3 separate regions of the Sus scrofa genome follow, and regions 1 and 3 are each linked to region 2. The links are chromatin contacts, called in public Hi-C and targeted proximity ligation maps. All regions are on one chromosome and are shown on one strand. The core of a region is the stretch at or near the end of the contact, and the rest is flanking DNA. Distances in the headings are between cores, read along the strand shown.

Region 1 (4,114 bases), core at 133-2,632, 140 kb before region 2:
TCCTTCCTCCTTAACGTTCAACTCCTTTTATTCTCACCGTCTCCAGCCTAATTCAAGTTCTTGTTTCGTCTCACGTGGACCATCGCAAGCACTGTTACTGGGGAACAAAAATTTCACAACCAGATAGATTTGTATTCAAGCCCTGGTTTCATCTCTCTCTAGTTGTGTGATCTTGAGTGATTTCCCCAAACCCTCTAATCCTCAATTTGCGCCATAAAATGATAGCTCATTTCAGGAGTACAGAAAACCGTATTAGTTAAAGTGCCTGACGCACAATTGTTCAAAGTGTCAATGCTTCTTCCCTCTATTCCCCCAAAAACGTGTTCTGATCAGGTCTTTTCCATACTCATACACTTGGAATGATTTCCCTTTCTCTACAAAAACAAGACCCAGCTACTTATTTGCCCTCCACAGCACCGCCCAAGCTGCTTTCCTAGCTTTTATCTCCCACACTCAGCCTTTCAATCATCCTTAAACACACCCAAAACTTTCACTGCGCTTACCTTTCCACTGGCTATGACTTTCCCATTAATCTCCACCAGGCAAATTCTACCTATTCTTTAAGAAACAACACAACTGCATGCCCTCCATGAGACCGACCAATTCTGATGTTCAGATGTGGGTTCTTTGAATGTCCACTTCACTGTTTTAATATCTACATCTTGGAATGTGTCATATTCTGCTCCCATACTATGACTGTAAGCTTCCTGTCTTACCCTCAGTACAGAACTGTGAAGTAGTTTCTTCATCTCCAAAACCTGCTGCTTTTCAGTTATTCAATACTCAGGAAACCAACCAAATTGATTTAAGTACACGACCCTAGGAGAGTAACCTTTATCTGTTAGAATACAGACTCAATGAGGGCAATCATTTTTGTCTGTTTTAATCAATGCTCTATTTTGAGGACCTAGAATAGTGCTTAAAATATAGTTGGTGCCCCCAGACTACGTACTGAATGGCTTTATAACCCAAGATTATTTTTTGAGCCAAGAAAACAATCCCATATAATCCAGTTGTTTAACGTTATGCCAATTGGTATCACCTCAGCTCAGCACCCTCTCATCATCTCTCAGGGACATCACATCATGTGCGACCAACATGAAATGGGCACCAGCGGTCCACTCAGGGAGGGCTCCCAAAAGAAAGGAGCCCAGCCCACACACCCTCAGGTGCCCTTCACCACGCAGGCTTCTGCGGCTGCCAGTAACACTCCGACTGCTCAATAAGCACCTTGCTATCTGGCCTAGACACTGAGCCTGCAGTGTGGCAGGGGCATAAATTAAAGCCCAAGAGAACAATCACAGGAACGCTGGCCTCTGAAGTCAAGGCCAGCCAGCAGTATGATTCAGGCACCGAATGTTGCCTCCCTTGGCTTCAGTCAGAATCCTGAGAGCAATCACTTGCCAGCCCAGCCAGGGTCAGAAAAACACTGCTGAATTGCTGGCCAGGATCCCCGACAAGCAGGCCGCAGACACCATTTTGCTAACTCTAACAAAGCTTTAAGCTGCACCTGTAGATCCAGCCTGTTCACTCCCTGCTGTGGAAGGTGGGCGGCAAGAGGGAGCAGAGGGAGAAAAACCTTTCAAGTCAGACAGACCTGCTTCTGAATGCTGGCTCCCCTACTGACTAGCAGTGCAGCTGTGGGCATTTTATCAGCCTCCCAGGCTGCAGATTCCTTATCTCTAAAATAATACCTACCTTACAGCATTATTGTGAAAACGAATGGTGCTACATGTAAAACACCAGCACCAGTTTTGCTGCTGCTGTTATTGATGTTATTAGATTTAAGAATCAAAGAAAGTAACCAGACTTTAAACTGGCATGCCTAACACGATCCTAAGAATTCATCTTTATTAATTCACTATAATTTTTATCTTTATTCATTTTGTCCCTTGGAAGGATAGTGACAGATTTCTTAGGAAAATAATCAAGTGTCAATGCTAAGCATGCTAAAACACACTGAAAAAACTCTGAGATGAATTTTTAGAACTTAGCGCTGGCAGAGAGTTCACTGGCTTGACTTCATATTCCTTCGGTCCCTGAACCTCGAGACTCCTCAGCTAAGGGTGCCTTGAGTCCCTGTGCCTCTGAGACCCTGCCACCTGCAAAGATCACCCCTCTTCTTGGCAGTTTGCCCGCTGTGTTCTATATCCTTCCATCACCCCTCCCCTCAGCCAGCACACACACACATGCACGCACGCACACACGCATGTGTGCCAAACCCCTCAGTCATCCTGGCCTGTTTGAGTGAGTTTGAACTCACTCAAACTCACTCTCACCCTCATTCCCATGGCTCCCAGGCTCCAGAGAGGGCAAGTATGCAGGAGAAGGGACTTTTTTTCACAGCAGCCACAGTCTGACAAAATGCCAACGAACTTGGCAATCACAGGAAGCACGCACTTACTCAGCTGTCACTCATTGTTCTCACTTGATAGGTAAGTCAAGTCCCTGGTCTGATGGTATCTGAAATACATCCTTTCTAAGGTTTATCTTGAATCCTGTATCTTATGCAGATCCTGAGTACATACATCACACACATCACGACATGCCGTATTTCCCTTCTTGGGGGCCATCCTGGGTGGTGTACTCGTTTACTGAATTGTCTGATTTTCTGCGGAACTCCTTGTCTGATTCTGTGATACCCCAACTGACAGTAATTCTGGACCATTCTCCCCACTGGCTGTGGAAGGCATCGCTTAGCTTTTCAGTTGTATCACCTGAAGTCTGATGGAGCTGGCCTCTGAAGACTAAAACTGAAAGGGAGGAGCTGTTTGAGATTCATCCTATGCACCATGTGCTATAGAATTCGCCTTATTTTTGCATTTCTCCCTTGTGTGGAGAGCCCTCAAACTGCCTACTTTCGGTCCTCACTTCTCCTCCTAGCCTCACCCCACCAAGGCCCACATCATTCCTCATCCGTCTATTGCAACCCCACCTTAACTCTTGTATCTGCCTCGGCCACCCCCACTTCATTCTCTTCCTCTGATGTGTTCTTAGTGGACTGATTATTCTCGGCAGCAGCATTACGCACAAGCACTTAATGGCTGCCACACATAATCCACATGCCCAAGGGGAGCACGTGAAGCCCTCTGCGACCTCATCCTCACCACCCGTATCTCTTGCCACAGGCTTGCTCTGTCCTGCACTAGCGACTACTCCCCTTCTGCTGTTTCACACCTCCATACCTCTTATTACGCGGTCCCCTCCACCAGAAAAAGGAATGTCCTTTTTCACCTACTTTCCAAACGTGGAAAGCCCTGCATCCTCTTTCAAGAACCTGCTCAACCTGAACGCACCGCCTGGAGATGTTGCCTTCTTCCACCCTCACTCTTCCTCATCCTCTTGTTTTTGCTACTGTGGCTGTTGCACTGAATGGGCTTTTGGTGGTTTCTGCCTCAACTACTAGCCTGCAAGCTTTTAAAACAATAGGAACCACATCTCACTTACCTTTGGCTCCTGAATGCCACGCAAAAATGCCTGGCACCTAGTAGGTGTTCTGTAAACATTTACTAAACTTTCCTTTTCTTCTTCCTTTTCGGGACTCTTGTGACAAATATCTGTTCTAAAGTGACATCAGCTAGAAAAGACCATTATTGAAAGCTCTCTTCCTACGCTAATAGGCTTGGATACCATTTCATATTCCAGGAACACCTGAAATATATTTCCTTTTTTTAAAATAGTTTTTCTTAGAAAGTCATCTCATTTTGCCAGTTTGAACAAGCCTGGAAACTTTGGTATTTGTTTTGAAACTGAAAAGTGCCTTAAGACGTACTTTGTGCACTTGGACAGGGTTGAGAAGAGACCCACAGAGATGATTAAAGGCTGGAAAACAGACCAAGAGAACTGGAAGGGAAAGCTAAAGGCAATTTAGCGATCTACGTCAAGCATATGAAGGGCTGTTATTACCACGGAGGTTGGCGAGCCCATGGCATCCACATCCTCTAGGGGCAGAGCAGCAGGAAGCGAGGTGAGCTGCAGCACAGAAAACGTGGGTGAGAAAGAGAAACTTTTCTGGCAGAAGACATGACTAAACACTGAAGGATCCAACCGGAATGACACCTCTTTGTCTTTCCTTCTTCACAGCATAGAAATATAGGAAGTACTCCCGACGGTT
Region 2 (4,003 bases), core at 1,423-3,922:
TTGCCATTCCTGAAATTACCAGCCCCTTGTTTTTAGGTTACTGCCTAATTCATTTGATATATTATAATATGATGAGGTGCATTATCATACACAGAGACGCTTTAGTTAATTTATGTATTTATTTGTTTTTTAGGGCTGTGGCCATGGCATATGGATTCCTAGGCTGCGGGTCAAATCAGAACTACAGCTGCTGGCCTACACCGCAGCCACAGCCACACAGATCCGAGCTGCGTCTGCAACCTACACTACAGCTCACGGCAATGCCAGCTCTTTAACCCACTGAGTGAGGCCAGAGATTGAACCCCTAGGCAAGTTTGTTACTGCCCAGCCACAGCGGGAACTCCCAGAGGCACATTATTTTAATTGAAGTTTAGCTGATTTACAGTGTCGTATTAGTTTCCAGCATACAGCACAGCGAATCAGTTATAAATGTAGATACATATAGGCTTTATCCTATTCTTTTCCACTGTGGTTTATTGTAAGGTACAGAATAGAGTTCTCCGTGCTATACAATAGGACCTTACTGTTGACCTATCTTATGTGTAGTGGTTTGTACCTGCTCATCCCAAATTCCTAATTTATCCCTACCTTCCCCCTTCAGTAACCATAAGTTCGTTCTCTATGTCTGTGCGTCTGTTTCTGACTTGTAAATAAGTTCATTTGTATCCTTTTTTTAGATTCTACACATAAGTGATATGTATTTGTCTTTGTCTGACTGATGTCACTTAATATGATGATCTCTAGGTCCATCCATGTCACTACGAATGGCATTAGTTCATTCTTTTTTATGACTGAATACTATTCCATTCACACACACACCCTTTTTTTTTTTTTTTTTTTTTTTTTGGCCAAAACTGTGGCATGCCAAAGTTCCCCAGCCAGGGATTGTACCTGGGCCACAGCAGTGACCCAAGCCATAGCAGTGACAGTGCCAGATCCTTAACCCACCACACCACCAGAGAACCCCGACACACACACATCTTTAATACAAGGGCTTCAATGCCTCGATTCAAAATAGTGACCAGAGGTGAGAAACAGGCCTTCTGCTCACCATCAAGTACGTGGTATCTTTTCAGTCAACCCAAGGGATGAATTGCGTTTAAATTGCATCCCTGTGGGACACAGGTGAGCTCTTAAAGCCCACTGCTTGTCAAATATCTGCCTCGGAGAAAGTTTCTTAAGGTTCGAAACTCATCAAGGCTGTCTTAGATGGGAGTCTCCTCTGTTCCCTGAACTTCTGCCTGGAACAGCTCAGCAGGTAGAGGCCGTGGGATCTCAGAGCCTTAGCGTAGGAGAGGGTCCTGAACCTCCCCTCCTCTCTTCCAAACTACAGCGTCCTCGCCAAGTGATGAGTAACCTCTTCTAAGCTAACCTCCACCTGGAATCGTCATTGAGCTGCTCACTTCCTTTATTTTCACATACGCCCTGCATTACCTGAAACAAATACATCTCTCATCCTTGAGCCCACAAGAATCTAAGAGCTCTCAGGTTTTACAAGGCTTCTTCAGGCTAACCTTCTGCCAACACTTAAATTCCCTTTCTGAAAGGGCCCCCAGTTGCTGCAGTGTCTCTGCCTTGCTCCCCCTGGCTCCCCCCCCCATCGTCTTTCTAAAGTTCATAGTCGTACCTCCTCGCCCCTAACAGCCAGCTTCACAAATACAGTGCATCCTGAGTGTGTATTCCGCATCTTCAGCATAAGTAGAATGTTTTTAGGAAATCAAACACGTAGCTTGTTTCCTTTGTAAAAATGACCAGAATAAAGAGCTCTCTACCTAATCAGTCCCCTGGCTCCCAAGGAATGTTAGAACCAAACTTGTGAAAAATGAACTAAAATGAGGGACCATCTGTAGGCTTTTGTGTTGAGGTCTTCTGTTGGCCGCCTGACCGCTCCACTCCATCGGGTGAGATAATCAAACGTATTGGCTCTTATTTCAATTTCCTTAGCTAGTATTTGGAAAATAAGCAGCTGAAGGAAAATGTAAATATCCTTATGTGTACTGCTCTTTTGGCTGCAAGTAATAGAAAACCTACCAGTTGCATAAACCCTAGGGTAGTGTTGGCTGCAGTTATCTAAAGCTGCATAAAAGATGTATGCTTTTGTTTTTGTTTTTTTCCACTCAAGGTTAGCATCTGTAATTCTTCCTCCACAGTTCTGCTTGGCATTTTCACATAACTGTTGAAGACTGAAAGTTCTGAAAACGTGGAGCCACCAGCCGACTTCCCTTTCCGTCTCATTAGTCGGGGTGGAGGCACAAGGCCAGCTGAGCTACGAGGGAAACAAGGAAGTGAGTTTCTGGCAACGGGAGGTGGGACGGTCGTGACCAGGCAAAGCGGCTGCTTCAGTGTCCCCGGAACGTTGAAAAATAAGAGTTTTATTTCCTTGTAAAAGTTAATAGATAATCATGAAGAAAGTTTGGAAAGAGGAAAAAAAAAAAAATTCCCCCAATGCGGCTGCTCAGCACCCTTTTAACACTTATAATCATATTGTACTGTGGGACTTTTTTTGACTTAACATGATTAGTTTAAAGCTCTATGGTTTTTGAAATCTATTATTTCGAAATAAAACATAAACCAAGGAGGTAGCATGGAGCAGCAGGAAGGGGGCTGGCTTTGGTGTAAAGAGACGGTGCTTGGAGCCCGGGTCCTGGCACGAATCCATCACTGTATTTCTGCTTCCTCAAAATCGAGAAATGTGTTTCCTGAGTTCCACCACTTCCAAGGCTTCGTGATCACAAGAGCCGTGTCTTTGAGACACGCAAGCCATGCTGTTCAGATACTGACTCAACACAGTGGGTCTAGACCGCAAAGACAAGCAGAAGAGTGAACTGGAAGTTACCACCGTGTGAAACTGGGTGCCTGATATGCAATAATGTAAGATACAACACAGAATGTGTACCCGTGCTTCGTTTTTCAACGGCAGCCAGAAATCTGGATTTTCATGTGAAATTATTAGCTTTTAAAACAGGGACACCTAATTTGAAAAGCAAAATACTCTAGAGGCCAGACAAAACACATCTGCTCAATGTCAGTCTGCAGCTCTGGCTAAACCAGCAGCCAGCTTGAGCAACACTGGAAAAGGGATGTATGGGGTGAGACGGGAGGTGGGAGTAGGAAAAGCTGCTTATAGGACCTTTTGGTCATGCAGCAGCTGGAATAGTACAAGCCGTCTAAAACATCAAATACTTATATTAATGGTGAATACATACAATCTAGGCTTTTTAGCATCTCTAGTTTTTTACACCGAGGCCATCATTACTTCCCCCTGCGGATTCTGAAACACCCTCGGGTGTGACCTGAGCTTTGACCTGCGCTCCTGAGTTAAGCACGTGCTCTATGGGAAACAACTGAATCGGATCCTGTGAGGTCCCGAAGTGTCTCATCGGAATGTGAAACATGCCAATTTTTTTCTCTTTCATGTGTGTTTCCCCCGATCGCTGATCGTTACGGTTCGAAATCAAGTCCTGTGTCTTTTGCCTCCATCGTTCAGTTTAAGGACAAAACGAAAATGAAAATCACGAGCGTCTTCGACGGGTGTTCCCTTGCGCTCGAATTGCCACCTCCAGCCGTTTGTTCTCTTCTCAGCCTAAATGTTGCCCCTTTCATGTCTCCCCTTCAGAGAGAGAACGACCCACGACACCAGGCGCTGCAGGTCTTCGCACTCTCAGCAGTTCTGACTCTCGCTGCCTGAAACCGGTACAGAAAGAGGATGTAACAACGTTGAACTTTTTATGTGATTTTTTTTTGCCTTTGACACAGTTATTAGAGGTTTTTTTTTTTTTTTTTTTAAAGCAACAGCGCCCTACGAGGACACCAGGTTTCTAAATGATTCATCTTCTCACAGACCTTGATATTCAATCCAGGTGTAGGAATAACAGGATAGCCCTTGGGTTCTATCCTCAGGGCTTGGAAAGGCTTCAGTGAAATTCTATAGCAAAAGGCCCCTGTGCTTACCCTGACTTTCTCTTTGTTCTACTCACTTTTTATCTCTGAAAAGCAAAGGGAT
Region 3 (3,788 bases), core at 1,190-3,689, 210 kb before region 2:
CATTTAACCAAAAGCATTTTCCACACAGAATTCAGTATGAACCCTGTATAACCAGTAAGAGAAAGATAAGACTCTTTAGTGAAAGAAGTTTCAAAATTCCCTGAAACTTGGTTTGCTTCAATTAAAACCTAACTAATACTATCCATCATTAAATTAGGCAGCCACGTTGATTACTGAATGATACCAACCATGTAAATACGTAGGAGATTCCTACCAGAATAACACTAAATAGTAAGAACAACACTTCATCTAAGTTATATGCCCTACACATGTGCTAATAATACCATCATCACAGACATGAGTGTGTGCACGTTGCTTGAGAGTTTCGAGTTTCGTATTTGCTTTTTGTTTGGGGGTTTGTTTTTGGTTTTGGTTTGGTTTCGGTTTTGGTTTTTTTCAGTTTCCAGATGAAGACTGTGATCTAAATTGAAGCTGTATTATAAGAATCATTATTATTATTCTTTTCATCCTTTCTTGGAACTAGCGTTTTTAGAAGTGCTATTCAGTATTCAGTGATCATTGAAGGAAAACGAATCCGTGTTGCATATGATTCTTAATTAGTATTTATTTATTTACTTTTAAATTCGTTTTTAAATATAGGGTTTACAGGAAGTTAGGCCAGTTCCACAGAGCAATATTCCAGATATAGAGGGGGAAATAACACATCTGGCAGTGAACATGTCTAGGAATTCTTTTGAAGAAATTAAATGTCTGGGGTTTACAATAATTGTAGTTAACATTGATAGAGTTGTACTTTTTCTGAAGTCTTACAGCCACTAAAAATAAGCCCCTCCCTCCCCTTATTTTAGTGGCCATACCTGGCATATGGAAGTTGCCGGACCAAGGACTGAATCCGAGCTACTGCAGTGGCAATGCCAGATCCTTTAAGCCACTGCACTGGGCTAGGGATAGAATCCATGCCTCCACAGAGACCTGAGCTGGATTCTTAACCCACTGTGCCACAGTGGGAGCTCCAAGCCCACTTTTTAAGTTATAAAATTTCCGTCTTAATGAAGTTGTGTGAAGGCCTAGGTGACATGCCTTTTTGCGCCCTAAAAGGAATTCTCATCAGTCTTCTCCCAAAGCTTTCTTTCCAGGTAAGCTTTGAGCCATTCTGCAGAAACTGTTTGCTCTATAGAAACTTCTCTCAGAAGGAGGGAAAGGACTAAAACTTTATATTTTTAAATTATTACTCACATTTCTACAATTTTTCATTTTCTCCTTTGTCTGGTCACCTGAAGACATACAGAAAACAATACAATCCAGTCATTTGACAAAACTAGCCACCCAAGATGAATGAGTGTGTGAACTTTTACCATATATAAGACACCTTCAAACTAAATATGGATACAATAAAAGGGGAAGCTTATAAAGGAACATACCAAATATAAAGTTAAATGTTGTGGAAAGGTCAAGGAAGGAAAGGAGGTCCAACTGGGTAGATATAGGAAAATTTAATGCAAGGATGTGGCATCTGACCTGAGCCACGAACTATCAGGGGGGCTGTAATGATTGCAAGGAAGGGTTTACCAGTCATCAGGAACAGCAATATGAACTCGTAGTTTTGCAGACAATCAGAAACAACACACCCGTCCCTGTTGGTAGCAAAATTAGCAGATAAAGAGCTTAACGACAACATGGAGTAGTAGGAAGCACGCAAGGTCTGGATATGAAAAGACAGGGGGACTGAGAAGTGAGGTCCATTCACCACGTGGTCCAAGTGAGGTCCCTTCACCACAATTTTATTACCTTCAAGATAGCACTTCACCTTCCTGAGCCCCAGTTTAACATTCTCTTCTGAAAGCGATAAAAACAAGTTGGCAGCCCTGTTTATGTTTACAAGCAAGAAACATAGCTCTTGATGGAACATGTTATATTTAAATTAAATGTTCATTATTTTATTATTATAAAGTTTCTCCACAGCAAAGATAGCACAGACCTAAGTACTTCCTTATATGTAGATAAATTTCCTCTTTTAAGATTACTCTGCATTTAACTTCTAACTTCTCTTGCTAAAATTAACCCTGGGATCTGGAGGCAAGAATAATAGAAATCTCACATGACTTTTTTCCAGGAGCAAGCTACTGAAAAACTGCTAAATATAGAATATACAAAGAGGAGGGATATGGAAAATTATGGACATATGTGAAATTACAGCCATAAAATTTCAGTGTCACATTGCAAAATGCCAAATGCTGGAATTTTCTATAAGTTCTAATCGTATTTACTTCAAGGAGAAATATCCTGGGAAGCTGGATTTCAGAAATTCCTCATATTTCGGCCTACTACTTCCAATTATGCTGGAACTTCACTATCTGTCCTCACACTGGAGATGTATCATTATCTAAACAATCATTTCCATTTCACAGAAATCCCAGGGCTGTTTTTCCAACAATTGAGCCATAACAGTGCTGTTCCCATGGTTACCAAGAGTTCTAATTTCAGTTCCTCAATATGCATTTTTATCTTGTCAGATTGTACAGTGCTTCAGAATAGGCCACTCTTAGTTCCACATGCTCTTTCTATTATTTTTCTCCAAGTTTCTCACACCCCATATCCATGTAAGCTTCCTGTTTTGCTCATTTTTTGACTAGATAAAGTTATACAGTGATCATGTTTCTAGGCAATAAATTCAAGACAATGGAGCAAAGTCAAGGGAAAGGAATTGGGCAAAGTTTGGAAAAATCAGCTTCTCACCACTCTCCCTGGCCCTAGCTTTTAGCACCATATTCGTGGTAGTTAGGGAAAAGAGTAACGTAAGTCCCAAACTACAATGTCCTCAGTGATTCAGTGATTCCATTTCATCTGTTTGATTTTCTCAACAGCAAAGGAATTTGGTACTCATCACTCTGAAAGATACTTTCTCTAAAGATTGGGGTCTTAAACCAGAATCCATGGAATAGGCTTCAGGGGTTCCTATCAAGTGCCTGAAATTTTGAGTAGAGGTGTGTGTGTGTGTGCGCGCGTGCGTGCCCTGTAGCTGAAGGAATTCACTTTAATGAGGAAAAGATCCATAGCTTTAATCAGACTCTCAGAAACATATCTACAGCAAAATTGGTTTAAAGAACACTACTTCTAGACAGACTTTGCTTTAGGACAGAGCTCTGAAAGCATGATTTGGTGCTAAAAATAATTTCAGCAAAATGATCATCAGTCATTGAGAGGGTTTTAAATTTTGGTATAGGAATTCGCATCGTGGATCAGCAGGCTAAGAACTCAACTAGTCTCCATGAAGATGCAGGTTTGATCCCTGGCCTCGCTCAGTGGGTTAAGCATCCAACATTGTTGCAAGCTGTGATATAGACCACAGATGCAGCTCAGATCCCACATTGATCTTGCTATGGTGTAAGCCTGCAGCTGCAGCTCAAATTTGACCACTAGCCCGGAAACTTCCATATGCTACAGGTGCAGCTATGAAAAAATAATAACTGGTATAAAATTTTTGAAAAACCAATATGGAAATGTGAACCAAAATCCATAAAGATGCCCTTCTTCTTTAATTCAGTGATTGCACTACAAGAAATATATATTTTAGGGGAAAATCAAGAAGAGCGAAAAAAGTAAAGATTTATTTTTATATTATGAATTATAAGAAAAAAAATAGATCCAATATTTTGATACCAACACAGTGAAACATTGTAAAGCCATAACTGCAAATAGCCTATAAGGAAATATAAAATATTTATTAAGAAATATTAAATGAAATCATAAAGAAAATACAAGTATGTATAATATGAATAAAATTATGACAAAGTATATAAACAATTGAATAATAAATGTCAAAGTAG

What was found. A called contact is a pair of places that touch in the nucleus more often than the background predicts.
Region 1: a Hi-C map of liver shows a contact between it and region 2, with 4 times the contacts expected there.
Region 3: a targeted proximity ligation map of alveolar macrophages shows a contact between it and region 2. A contact is called at or near these places in 1 of 47 Hi-C or Micro-C datasets (epiblast stem cells) and 1 of 2 datasets of targeted methods (alveolar macrophages).

What each region holds. Positions count from the first base shown.
Region 1 is chr5:93,396,984-93,401,097 of Sscrofa11.1, reverse strand. No RefSeq gene overlaps it. Among named protein-coding and RNA genes, the nearest start is that of DUSP6, 96 kb to the right of the region's middle.
Region 2 is chr5:93,253,455-93,257,457 of Sscrofa11.1, reverse strand. LOC110260801 (a long non-coding RNA gene) reads left to right here. Exons shown (of 2, transcript XR_002344271.1): 2 at 2,151-4,003. Among named protein-coding and RNA genes, the nearest start is that of DUSP6, 48 kb to the left of the region's middle.
Region 3 is chr5:93,466,857-93,470,644 of Sscrofa11.1, reverse strand. No RefSeq gene overlaps it. Among named protein-coding and RNA genes, the nearest start is that of DUSP6, 170 kb to the right of the region's middle.